2 separate regions of the Gossypium raimondii genome follow, and region 1 is linked to region 2. A link is a contact called in public Hi-C data. All regions are on one chromosome and are shown on one strand. The core of a region is the stretch at or near the end of the contact, and the rest is flanking DNA. Distances in the headings are between cores, read along the strand shown. Region 1 has its middle 6.8 kb from the start of LOC128042973. Region 2 holds the start of LOC105791544 (protein ALTERED SEED GERMINATION 2-like).

Evidence for each region. A called contact is a pair of places that touch in the nucleus more often than the background predicts.
Region 1: a contact with region 2 is called in a Hi-C map of leaf, with 2.6 times the contacts expected there. The contact joins the enhancer-like site here to the promoter of LOC105791544 in region 2. A contact is called at or near these places in 2 of 2 Hi-C or Micro-C datasets (both in leaf).

What each region holds. Positions count from the first base shown.
Region 1 is chr8:43,854,069-43,861,010 of ASM2569854v1, reverse strand. No RefSeq gene overlaps it. Among protein-coding and RNA genes, the nearest start is that of LOC128042973, 6.8 kb to the left of the region's middle. Within about 2 kb of position 5,535, the one cell type or tissue checked has open chromatin away from gene starts, as enhancers often do. A contact at or near this core is called in leaf, where this site is marked.
Region 2 is chr8:43,654,712-43,661,570 of ASM2569854v1, reverse strand. It overlaps LOC105791544 (protein ALTERED SEED GERMINATION 2-like), which reads right to left and starts at 5,170. Exons shown (of 2, transcript XR_008198383.1): 1 at 4,795-5,170; 2 at 2,520-3,033. It overlaps LOC105791545 (xylulose kinase 2), which reads left to right and starts at 3,592. Exons shown (of 2, transcript XM_012619647.2): 1 at 3,592-3,845; 2 at 3,987-4,433. The coding sequence starts at 3,738. The coding sequence ends at 4,154.

The DNA of each region.
Region 1 (6,942 bases), core at 4,286-6,785, 200 kb before region 2:
GAAACAATTGCATTTTATAATGAAACCTTGCATGTGGAATCACATGGTATTAAACGCAAATTAAATAAGAAAAATTCAACATCATTATGGCATAAGCGCTTAGGTCATATATCAAAATTTAGAGTTGAACGCCTTGTGTCTGATGGTATTTTAGAGTGTTTTAACTTCACAGACTTTGATGTCTGTGTCGATTGCATTTAGGGAAAACAGACCAAAACCAAGAGATTGGGTGCCAACAGATCTTCGAACATTTTAGAATTAATTCATATAGATATTTGTAGGTCATTCCCTACGGTATCCTGGAATGGTCAACAATATTTCATAACATTCATAGACGATTACTCACGTTATGGGCACCTATATCTCATTCATGAGAAATCTCAGTCTCTGGACGTGTTCAAAGCTTATAAAGCTGAATTTGAGAATCAACTCAACAAAAGGATTAAAAATGTCAGATTTGATCGTGGTGGTGAGTACTACGGTAGATATGATGGCTCAAGTGAACAATGTCCAGGACCATTTGTGAAATTCCTAGAGGAATGTGGTATTTGTCCCACAGTACACCATGCCAGGATAACCGAGTATGAATAGTGTAGCTGAAAGACGAAACATGACTCTTAAGGATATAGGAAGGAGCATGGTTGCCCGTTCTACCTTACTTGAGTCCCTCTTGGGGGAAGCATTAAAGACATCAGCTTACATTTTGAATATAGTACCCAATAAAGCAATTGCAAAAACACTTTATGAGCTTTGGACAGGTCAAAAGCCTAGTCTAAAGCACTTTCACATCTGGGGATGTCCAGCTGAGGCAACGCCTTATAGGCCATATGAAAAGAAATTAGACTCCAAAATAGTGAGTAGCTACTTTATTAGTTATTCTGAGCGATTTAGGGCTATAAGTTTTATGATCCCATAATGAAGAATATTTTTGAAACGGGAACAAGAACATTTTTTGAGGATGTTGAGTTTAGGGGGAGAAATAAGGTTAGAGACATTACTTTTGAGGAGGAATTAGATTCTAACTCAGCTCCTACTATCACTTTTGACAATGTTCAAGTTCTCATACCTATCATTGATCAAGAAGTGAATCCAGAACCTCAACAAGACAATGTTGAACAACTCCCTATTCAAGATGAGGTAATTGTTTCAGAAGAACAAACTCAACAACCTCAAGAACTAGTGCCATTAAGGAGGTCCACAAGAGAAAGGAGAAATGCTATTCTAGATGATTATGTTGTATTTCTCCAAGAATATGAGGATGATAATATGATGGAAGATGATCCAATCAAATTTTTATCAGGCCATGAAAAGTTCTGATTCCTAAAAGTGGATTGATGCCATGAAAGATGAGTATAAGTCTATGCAAGACAATAAAGTTTGGGAACTTGTCCCATTACTTGAAGGTGCAATACCAATTGATTGTAAATGGATATTTAAAACCAAGAGGGATGCAAATGGTAATGTGGAGAGGCATAAGGTGCGTCTTGTAGCTAAAGGATATACTAAGAAAGAATGCATTGATTTTATAGAGACTTTCTCTCCAGTTTCATCGAAAGACTCTTTCAGGATAATCATGGCGCTTGTTGCTCATTTTGATCTTGAGTTACATCAGATGGATGTTAAGACTGTGTTTCTTCATGGCGACATTGAAGAAATAATTTATATAATGCAACCAAAAAATTTTGAATCGGAAGACTCAAAGAATATAGTTTGCAAATTGACAAAATCCATCTATGGACTCAAACAAGCTTCCTGTCAATGGTACCACAAGTTTTATCAAATAATTATTTTGTTCAATTTTGAGATGAATATTGTTGATGATTGTGTGTATCACAAATTCAATGGGAGTAATTACATATTTCTGGTTCTATATGTCGATGAAATTTTACTTGCCGCTAATAATATAGGCTTATTGTACGAATTAAAAGGTTTTTATCTTAGCATTTTGAAATGAAAAATCTTGGGATGCCTATTTTGTTTTAGGAATTTAGATACATTAAGATCGATCTCGAGGTATTCTTGGATTATCACAAAAGAGCTATATCGATAAAGTACTCAAAAGGTTTGGCATGCAAAGTTTTAGACCAGGTGACACCCCTGTCGTTAAAGGAGACAAATTTAGTCTTACTCAATGCTCTAAAATTAACCTTGAAATTCAAGAATTGCAAAAGATTCCCTATGCATCAGTTGTTGGGAGTTTAATGTATGCTCAAGTATGTACACGTCCAGATATTGCGTACATTGTTGGGATGTTTGGCAGATATTTAAGCAACCCTGGTATAGACCATTGGATAGCAGTCAAAAGGGTTATGAGATATCTTCAAAGAACAAAAGATTACATACTTACTTATAAGATATCAGACCTTTTGGAGGTCGTAGGGTATTCTGCTTCTGATTTCGCTGGGTGCCAAGATAGTAGGAAATCTACATCAAGCTATATTTACCTGTTAGCTGGAGGAGCTATATCTTGGAAAAGTGTCAAACAGACACTTATAGCTTCGTCCACTATGGCAGCAGAGTTTGTAGCATGTTATGAGGCATCAAACCATGGAATATGGTTGCGGAACTTTGTCACAGGGTTGCGCATTTTGGAGAATGTAGAAAGACCACTCAAATTATTTTGTGACAATAAGTCGACATTGTTGTATTCTAATAACAACAGGAGTTCATCTAAGTCAAAGCATATTAACATAAAGTTCCTAGTTGTGAAAGAAAGAGTGCAAAATGGTCACATATCCATAGAGCACATAGGGACAAACTCCATGATATCGGATCCACTCACAAAAGGTTTACCACCCAAGGTCTTTCATGAGCACACTACTCACATGAGTGTTACATTGTTTGAGGATATCATGATTTAGTGGGAGTTTATATTTTATTTATTTTATTTTTGTTTTCAGAAATTTATGTATTTAGTTATTTTCTGATCAGAAATAAAATATTCAGTTTATTCACTCTGTTTGTTATTTTGATACTGACCTTACTTGAGTTTAAAGAAGACCAGTTGGAAATAGACATGTTTAGATCATATTGCATGTAATTTCCATGCTACACATCTATACTTGATCTATGCCATTTGTTTGTGTTAATATATGTAATCAGAGATGGATTTAGTTACGATATATGTAACAAAAGTCGCCTTGGTTCTATGTTAGCATAATTAATGGATGAGATTATTTGGAATACCTTTTGGATATGATAGTAAAATTTTTGAGCTCATAAGGTTATATAATGACATGTAATTATAGAATAATTAGTATATATATGTGGTCCAAGTGGGAGATTGTTGGAAAATATGGACATCACATATATAATAAGAATAATTACATGTTATTATTATTTACTATCATGATAGGTTAGCCCAAATTAAAAGTGATCTAATTTGGTTAATGTTTTATTGGGATTTAATTATTAAATAAAGTATGGGTCAAATATGTGCAGATACTCTAGTAATTGAGTTCTAATCAAATTATAATTAATGATGGGCTAATTAGCAATTAGAACTAATATGACAATGTTATAAATATTAGGGTTATGGTCCCCAAATTATATACAATATATCTTTTCTAATATCTCATCCTTAGGAAAGAGAGAGCAAATATTCTCTGAATTTCTTGTGTGCTAATTTGGAAGATCAAATCCCCAAGATTCGGAAAAACTTCAAGGAATTCATGGATTCAGGTACGCTTCCGCATCTAGTTTTATTCTTGTTTTGTTCTTGATGATTTGACATGATAAGATCCTGATTTATGATTTATTAAGTTTTATATTATATCTTAATTTATGATTCTAACAGAATGGTCATCGGGAAAGCGACTTTTCTTCAACATTGACGGTGTAGTGCAATTGGAGTCAAGAAATGCAGCCTCTATGGGAGTAATCCGTGATGAAAATGGTGATTGGCTCTCTGGGTATAACATATACCTGTGAAAGTGCTAGATTTTTTATGCTGAATTTTGGGGAATTTTGGAAGGACTCAAGCTTAGCCAACGTCTAGGCCATGATAAGATTATAATTCAATCTGAAAACTTGGAGGTTGTTAAAGCAATTCAAAGAAGCATCTCCACCACTTCGAATTCAGTCCTGATTAGACGAATCCATAATTTTTTGTTACAAGAAAATCAGTGGATCTTGCATTACATCCCTAGAGAGTGAAATCAAGTTGTAGATTTTTTAGCCAAACTAGCTTTGGCTAAAAGAGAAGAATTATAGCTCTTTGATCTTCCCCCTACGGCAGTACTAGATTTTCCGGAAACATATAAGATAAAGGGTGTTTTTTCTTTTTAGAATATTTCTATGTAATTAGTTAGGAAATGTTATTTTACCACAAAAAAAATATGAATTTTAAATTTTACAAGTTTTATCATATTTATAATTGGTTAATTCAAATTTGTGTAAATCCCCTCATAATTTTTTTAAGAAATATATGTTAATTTTATTTAATATTTAGTAATTATTGATATACATTCCTTTTTCTATTAATATTGAGATATTGTTGCCTTGGGTCGTTTGAGCAGTGCCTGTTTGGTAGCATCAACATTAGTCCCAACCCAAGAAGACGTTGGTTCATCAGTGTGGGTCAACTATCCAAATGACCCTAAATTTGGGCTTTGTTGCATTGCCCAAAGGGTTCACTAACAAGCTGCGCGCCCACTGAACCACAGACAGACCATAACCACGTTCTACTCCAAACTCTCAAATAAATGTTTGTTCAACTTAACATCTCAAAATCTCTAAGTTGCAATCTTAGCTTGTCTATGTTAGGTTTCTAACATGATAATATGCAAAGGAATCTCTTTGTGATTAACAATTGTTTTTCTAGAAGGGGATAATGGTTAAAGTTAATTAATTTTCTATTTTCAACCTATAGTTTTTATGGTTGTAAATTCTATTTTGATACCATCCGCTTCAATACTAAATTGAAACAACAAATTTTAGGTTTTGTCCCGGTACAAATTATGGTGTACCGTCAATATCAAAATATATTTAGATTTAGATTTAATTTAAATTTAAATTTAAATTTTTTTGTTATTTATTTTGAATTTGTTTAATTATGGATTGTTATATGCATAGTATGAGATGATTTTCTTGTTTAATTTATGAAATAAATTTCATCTTTGTTTGATAATGAATTATATCGTGAAGCTTATTAAATAATATTTTATATTAGTACGAGTATTTTATATTTATAAATATATATTATATACCTATATTAAAATTTTCAAAATCAACAGAACGGTACACTAAAATCAAATCTAATAAAAAAGGGTAACGAACCCACATTTTAATGCCCAAAATATGTGAGTAAATAAATGTTGAGGTTAAAAGAAAAATTAGGCTAGGTGTGAACGCGATTGGGACTTTCATAGAAAAATGGCGGCAGTGGCTATTTTCCAATTATATTTCAATTTAAAAATAATTTAATATTTTGCATTACATTGTTGACCAATATTTTTGCTTAGGGTTTCCTTGCCTATTAAAAATTCTCTCGAATATTAGCTTCTAGTACACATCAACTGGGTCCCACTAACTATATGAATGGACGACATGTCATCTCGTCGGTAACCCATTACCCTTTTGTTTGTTAAGAGGTGATGATAGTAGAGACCGAAGAATCGAAATCTTTTAAAAAATTCTTTTTATTTAATTGTTTTTAATAAATAGGAACAATTAGAATTATCTGAAAATTGAGGGTCTGTTTGATTGAAGGGATTGATTTTCCGGAAAATCATTTCCAACTTTTTCGGCGTTTGATTGGCGGAAAACATTTTTCATTTAGAAAATGAACTCCAAAACAAGGGAAAATGGGTTACATTTTAGAGAAAATGTCTTACCCTTTCAATTTCCGTAAGACATTTTCCTTGCTCTCCTCTCTATCGCCTCCTTCATTCCTTCCTTCATTTCCGATGAAAAATTGCTTCTGTTTATCGATTTTCTAGTAACTTGTTTTTTTAATTATTCAATACTTGTTTTTTAACATAATTACAAATAATTTATTTGATATTAATTTTCAATTTATAACGATTAATATTGTAGCTTAATAATTGAGTATTATTATAAATAAATCATTGCAATATATGTAAAAATAATTTAAAATATAAAAATTTATTAATATATATCAATATATGTAAAAACAATTTTTGAAAAATATTTCCAGAAATCGCAAAGCAATAGAAAATATTTTACAGATTCAATCAAACACTAGAAAATATTTTCCAGTAAATCATTTTACAGAAAAGTAAAACATTTTCCCGAAATCATTTTACGGAAAATATTTTACTGGCAATCAAGCAGACCCTAAGATTGGTGTTAATTAAAGGTGTTATAACAATAAGTTATACAAGGTGATGGTGCACATCGCAATGGTACCGAGAGGCACTAAAGATGAAGGTTAAAAGGTTAATGAAGTATAATTGTAGGGGTGTTTATTCGGTTAACCGACCTGAAATAACATTAACCGAATTAACCGACCTTTCAAAATTTTAACCGTTAACCGAACCAAAATTTTTTCCGTTAATTCGGTCGGTTAACCGAATTAACCGAAAATTATATATTTTTTATTTTTGGTTAAAAATTAACCGAATTAACCGAATTACCCAAATTAACCGAATTGAATCACTACATAATTAAATTATTTTTTGACTTTTAGACTTTAGTTTTAGTTTTAGTTTTAGAATTTTATTTTTATTTATTAAATTATTTGTAATTTTTATGATTGGGTTGGGTTGGGTAATTGGGTTGGGTTGAATACTTGGGTTTGGATTGGGTTAGGTGAATAGTGGCCTATTTATATATTATAATTTTATTTATTAATTTTTTCGGTTAAACCAAAAAAATTCGGTTAACCGACCAGTTTCGAACCGAATTAACCTTTAACCGAAAATTCAAAAAATAATTAACCGACCCCCGACCGATTAACCAAATTCGGTCAGTTAACCGAAT
Region 2 (6,859 bases), core at 3,921-6,420:
GACCACTGGTGGAGGCATCTCTATAGTTTCTTTTTAGGGCAAATCTTGGGGGAGGTCCTCCCAAGACTCCTTTACCTTTTGCAGTTGTCATGGAAGAACTACCGAAAAACTGCTCAAATAAGGACCTCATCTCTTGGCACATATTATCTTCAAACATCTGCAATCGACTTTCCAGTTTACCATCCCACTTAGCATCCATATGAGACAACTCCCCTTGGACTTTGACCAGTTTTCGTTGTAGCACTTACACATCCTTCGCTCGAGTAGTAACCCCATCCCCAACCATGGACAACACTGAAGCTCTGATACCTTGTTAAGAACACGGTCGAAAAAGAGAAAAAGTAATTTGATAGAGAAGAATTACATGAAAAAGAAATAAATTTAATTCCAATATATTTCATAAGAATGATGCAAAAGACCATTACACCGAATTTAAAGGATGAAAAGGACAAAACAGAAAAGAAAGTGAAAAATAAGGAAATAGCTTGATAGTTATCTAAGCAGTTATATTAACAAAAATAGCCAAAACAAAATTCCCTCCATCGTTTCAACAACTCCCTTCTGCACACAATTTCAATTAACCTTCTAATGCAGCCCAATAAGTGACTGGCCCACTGCATTGATCCACCAGATGTCTTGAACCATAACAAATATCTGCTAAATTCAAAATTACATTCACAACTTGAAACACATCAATAGCTAAAATTATCATATTTCTAATATTCATCAGTGTGCCTATTTTTTTTTCTTCAAATCCAACCACTTATTTAATAGAAAACAATTAAAAATGTTAAAATAAGTTTATTTTTTAAAAAATCAATTCTAATATATATTTAATTTATTAGTTTTGGATAATAAAGGTAGATAATACATTTTTTGTTTAAATCTTGCATTTAATTTTTAAAAGATTGCTTTAAATATTTATAATAACTCTTATACTCAATTTTATTCATTGGATAATATAACTATATAATAATTTTTTGAAGGATTTAAAATAACAATAAATTTAAATAAATAAATTCTCTAATTATATTTACTCAAAAATAAAAATTAAAACTATTGTTAAGTTATATACGTTCTTAAGTAAGTGTTTATAAAAGAATCAGAAATGAATTAAGAAGGCCATACTTATTATTTAGACACTTTGATTTAAATTCAATTAATGATAAGATAATTAATTTAGATTTTTCTTTTCATCCTGATTACAATATTTAAAAAGATAGATAAATACCTAAATTATATATCAACTATGGTTTAACATGCAATTCTATACATGGACTTTGCTTTTGTGTAATTTTATACATGAAATTTTGATTTGATCCCATTCTTGTAAATTATTAACACAATTATTGATATAACATCATTTTATATTTATATACTACATACATAAATAATTATATTTATCCAATATAAAAATAAATTGATGTATTTATTTCTTTAAATGTGTATGATTAAATCAAAATTAAAATTCAAAGTATACATTTGAATCACAATTAGAGTTTCACGTTATAATTGCACCAAATTAAAGTTTATGTATACAATTACACAATAAATCAAAATTCATGTATAATTTTAAGATTTATCCCTTTTATATGACATTTTCTTTTATGACACATTTCATAACTATTTTTGATTTTTTTGCATTACTAATATAATGGTCAAATTTCAATTATGATCCATCTAATTTTTTTGTCCCCTATACAAGACTCAAGAAATTTGGTACTCTCCTTTGAAATAAAAAAACACCTCAGTAGCATCATTTACATTATTTAAAAATAAATAAAAAAGCGAAGAATTCCTAACTCATGCGTGTAGGGAAGATAAAAGTGGTAAAGAGGAAGTCAACCTGGCTTAGGGCCAGTTCTTCATTACTTTTGAAAAGTGCTGTAGAAAAGTGCTTTTAAGAAGTGCTTTTGAGAAGTGCTTTTAAAAAATTTGAGTGTTTGTTATTGCTGTCAAAAAGTGCTTTTGAGAAATAAAATGTCCATTTTAGACATGAGTTTATAAAGTAACAAATATGTATTTAAATAATGTTCAAATTAGTTAATATTATGATATTTTAGCAAAAATATAAAAAATAATTTATTATAACTTATTGTTAATATTTTAATATATAATATTAATTTTAAATATTTCTAAGTAATTAATATTAATTATTTATTAAATTTAATTAGAATTATAAACTATATTTAAATATTTAAATATAATAATTAAATATTTGTAATTAGATATTGACATAATTGTATTATTCCGGAATTATTTTTAATTTTTAATTAATGTTTTTAACACATTTGTATAATTTTATTTTAAAATGTATTAAAGCAGTGTTACTAATGGGGATGTCAATTGATAACAATCAGCAGTTCACAACTGACTCCTATCCACACTTTTAACTTTAAACATCCAACAAAACTTTTTTTTCAATGTGCAGAGTAATAAAGTAAAAGATTCCAGTAAGAGCAAACTAGTCAATAGTGACCTAATGAAGATGAGAAGCTCACTCACTTACCAATAATGAATAGAAAAGGAAAACAAGCAGAGAATTATTATCATTTGCTAATTGAATAGTTACATCATTCAGGACTATCTATTCATAAGTCCACACTATACAAAATAAAACTTGGTCCTGATGAGAAGAAATCATAAAATTTACCAGAGATATTTCTAAGAAAGAAGTCAACAAGAGTAAGAACTAACAAAGAATTTCAAAACTAACACGGTCAGAGAGATGCATTGGGCAAAAATAATTAACACTAGTAGGTGGTAACATTCTTTTCTGGCAAGAGGTCAATGGTGGCAACATCCTTCTATAATATAGTCGAGCAAATGCATCACTTCAAACATTCAAATACAAGATTAGCAGAGAACAAAAAAAGCAAATAATAAATAATAAAGGAAGGAAAGATCAGCTACATACTTCCCACCAACAATGAGTAAATGAGGTCTAGTAGAACTGATATCACATGATTTCAAGGCCAGAGTAAGTCTAGGACGATCAGCTAGTGACCTCTTTGCCCCATAACGTAAGTCAAACTGCCAAGAAAAGAAGGAAAATTTAAATGATTTACAATTCTATAAAGATACAGACATTTAAAGAGGAACTCAGAAAATGGATGTTATCTATTTGTTAATCTGACTTGCTATGACAATTGTACAGTGTCAAACACCAATATTCCACTTTTTTTGGTGCCAAAGGGAGTAAACAATGATTGCAATCCCAAGAAAATTCATGATGAGATTCACTATTTTCGTGGAGTAGTGCAAGCAACACCTGTTGCACCTTGTCATGGCAGTGGTGATTGGAGATGAATAAGCTTAACTTATGGAAACTGTTGTGGATTTGCATTTAAATGTGAGACAAAAATGATTCAGAATATGGTGGTGACCGCCATTTGGGTGGTTTTAGGCAAAGCTGAGCATAGAGGTAAAGAGCATGTGTTTAATGGGGCCTAAAAAAGCATTAATACAGAATGTTGAAAGTTAGATGGTTCTGAGTTGGTAGTGTTATAATGATTGTACACATAATGGGATTTGATCATTGAAGATAAGGAGGAAAGTATAACTGCCATTCAAACTTACTTTGAAGAAAGTTGCCTCTCTGTCTCACCCAATTTGGAATTTCCCATTCTGTTATTTTTTTTCTTAAGTTACCTAACACTTATCCAATTCGGAAGATATTTGAGACACAACAAGAAACTTATGAGAACACTGAGAAGATCTCTCTTGTTAGCTCTTTCATGGCATGTCTATTCTTAGGGGCCTATGCTTGTTTTGATACAATTGATGGTGCAGGGATGAACTTGATGGATATAAAGAAAAGAGCTTGGTCTAAAGTTGCAGTGGAGGTTTGTTTTGCATGCTATTTGATTTTTTGTAGTTTATTTATCAATCTCTGAATCTTTTTCATTGATTTTGCTTATGTAAAGGTTTTATTTTCGATGTTAATCAATGAATAATGGTATTGTTGAACTTTAATTCTATTACAGGCTACAGCTCCAGGTTTGGAGGAAAAGCTTGGAAAGCTAGCTCCTGCACATGTTGTTGCTGGTTCTATTGCATCCTATTTTGCTAGTTCTATTAATGTCTTTTCAGGTATAAGTTCAATAAGAATTGCTTGGTGGTTCAGTGGTCTGGAGACAATCCTAACAGTTTAGCAGTTCCATGACTCTCTTCATATTATTAATTGAATTCTCTCTGTGACTTAAAATTGCTCTAGTTTTCTAATCAACCCCTAATGCATGTTTATAGCAGTCTCCTCTCAATATGTACTTAAAGTCTATAGTTAAATTTAGTATTATTCTCTCCCTCAAATATTCAATCTATCACATAGAAGTGAATAGAGCGTAATATGTATCGGCAACCAAATTGATACACACTCCTGGGGATTTAGCAATCAATAAAGCAATCAGTATTTAATCTATTAAATATTCAAATATTTAGTCTATATTTCTTTTGTTTTCATCAACTAAAAAAGCAGCAGAGGCACAACTAATAGTTAAAGCAGTAAGACAGTAAAGCAAAGCAGTAATCCAGAATTTTCCCTGAAAATTCTAATCGAAAGCAGTAAGCCAGAATTTTCCCTGATTCTAATCGAAAGCAGTAAAGCAAACGAAGTAAAGTAGTAAGGCACAAGCAGTAAAGCAAAAGAAGCAGTAAAGCAAAGCAGTAATCCAGAATTTTCCCTGATTAATTTTCAAAGTAATCAGTCAATTAATTTCTGTAAAATTCCTGTAAAAATCAAACAATCAGAACCTGAGGAAATAATTAAAGAGAAGAAGAAGAAAAAAAACTCACCGGCGGAAGAGGAACAAAGAACCTGAACAAAGAACTTTGAAAGTGAAAATGTGAAAAAATGGGTATAGAGCTCCAAAGAACCAAAGAAAAGAAACTTTTTTGGGGGAGAAGATAGGTTAAAATGGGAAATTATCAGCCAAACAGACTTTTGGCTAAAGAAAAGTTGAAATTTTTAACTTCTTCATCAGCCAAAAAGTACTTTTTAGATGGTGAAAATAGTTCTGAAACGATGGCCATTCTTCTTCGCTGTTAAGAGAAAAGGAATTTTTATTACAAAAGTCCGTTTGAAAAGTAGAGGAGAACGGGGCCTTAGTAACTTTCTCTAAAGTGGAGTGGGAAGACTGCTTTTTGAAAATTTGGACCTCTCCACTACACTACAATTCTTCCTACTCATCTACCTTATATTACTCATTATTAATCCATTCGTACGGGTACACAAATTGTCAATTCCATGAATTTAGTTTATTTTTTTCTTTCTAATTTATGGTATAAATCAACTTAACTCTGAAGTTGATTGAGTTGCTTAATCAACTTATTTAAAATAAATATATTTAACCGACTTATGAATATAATAATATTTAAATATTAAGTCAATGAATTCAATTTTGAAATTTAATGAACGATAACTGATCAACATAATTAAATAAACTAATCCTTCAACCAGTTTAATCAATAAAATCGTTTAAATTGAAATTAACTTAACTGAATCGATCGATCAATTTGATTTCAACTATCGGCTCATATTAATCAATAAATTTTTATATTTTACATATTTTTAATAATTTGTTTTAGTTATTTTATAAACCTATACAAACAACTGGTATAAAAGAAAACAGCTTTAAGCAATTTAATAATAACATAGCATTCATAAAATCTTTCCAAAGTTTTTCACATGCCTATGATACTTACACATATTTTCCAAACAATACTATTCTACAATAATAACAATTTAATAATTTTTTGCTTTTATATTTCTTCAATTAAATAATAAAATTTACATTCTAATAAAATCAACCTAAGATAATAGAATAATCTATTAAATAATATGTTTAGCAATTGGGTAAACTATTCTAGTTAGTCATTCAACTTTTTGGTTATTTAAAATAAATTTTTGTAATTTTGTCACTCAATTTTTAGGGTGATTTCATTTTAGTCACTTAAGCATTAAATCTTTAACGACAGTTAACTGTACATGGCACATCATATTTACACTTTCATTTTGGTCATCCAAAAAAAATTCCTTTTTCTTTAAGTATTGATCAGAGCAAAAAAATATTAAAGCTTGAAGTGAAAAAAAGATAAAAACTAAAAGAATGCATTAAAAAAATGTCAAATTGTACCCTTTTTTTTGTAATTGGGGTTAAGGGTGGGGTTGCTTGGGATTGAAAGATTGAACCCAAGCTCTCATGCCATAACACAAATACTCTAATCACTAGGCTAAGAGATTGTTGGCTCAAATTGTACTTGTTTAGTTGTTTACCACCTCAAAATCAATTAAATAAATTATTGAAAATTTTTATCCCTTGTTAGCCAATTTTTAACTATAATATTGAAATTAATTAATTAATTAATTTAATTTCTTTCTAAAATTTAAATTTTTATTTTACGCTTTCAAATTAAAATCAACTCAAATAACTATCTTTAATAATTGTCTACTAAACTCAAAATTATTTTGATTATATAATATTGAATCTATTGGGCTAAGCTAAAAGAAAAAATTCATACAATTAATTAAATTAATTAATTTTATCTTCTATGCCAAACCAAATACGAAAATTTTTATCACTTCCTTACATAAATGAAGAACAAGCAATTAATGTAATTAATTGTAAGAATTTGTTATTTGCTTTTAGCTTAGCATGAAAAATTTGAGATCATATTTAATATTTGTTTATGAAACTTGAATATTTTTCTACAAAAAACAAGAAATTCAAGTTCTATAGACAAAGTTGATTTAGTTAAAAATAATCTAGAAACATAAAATAAAATTTTAAAATTTAGAAGGATGTTGAATTAATTAATTAACTTAATTAATTTCAATATTATTGTAACCATAAGTTGTCAA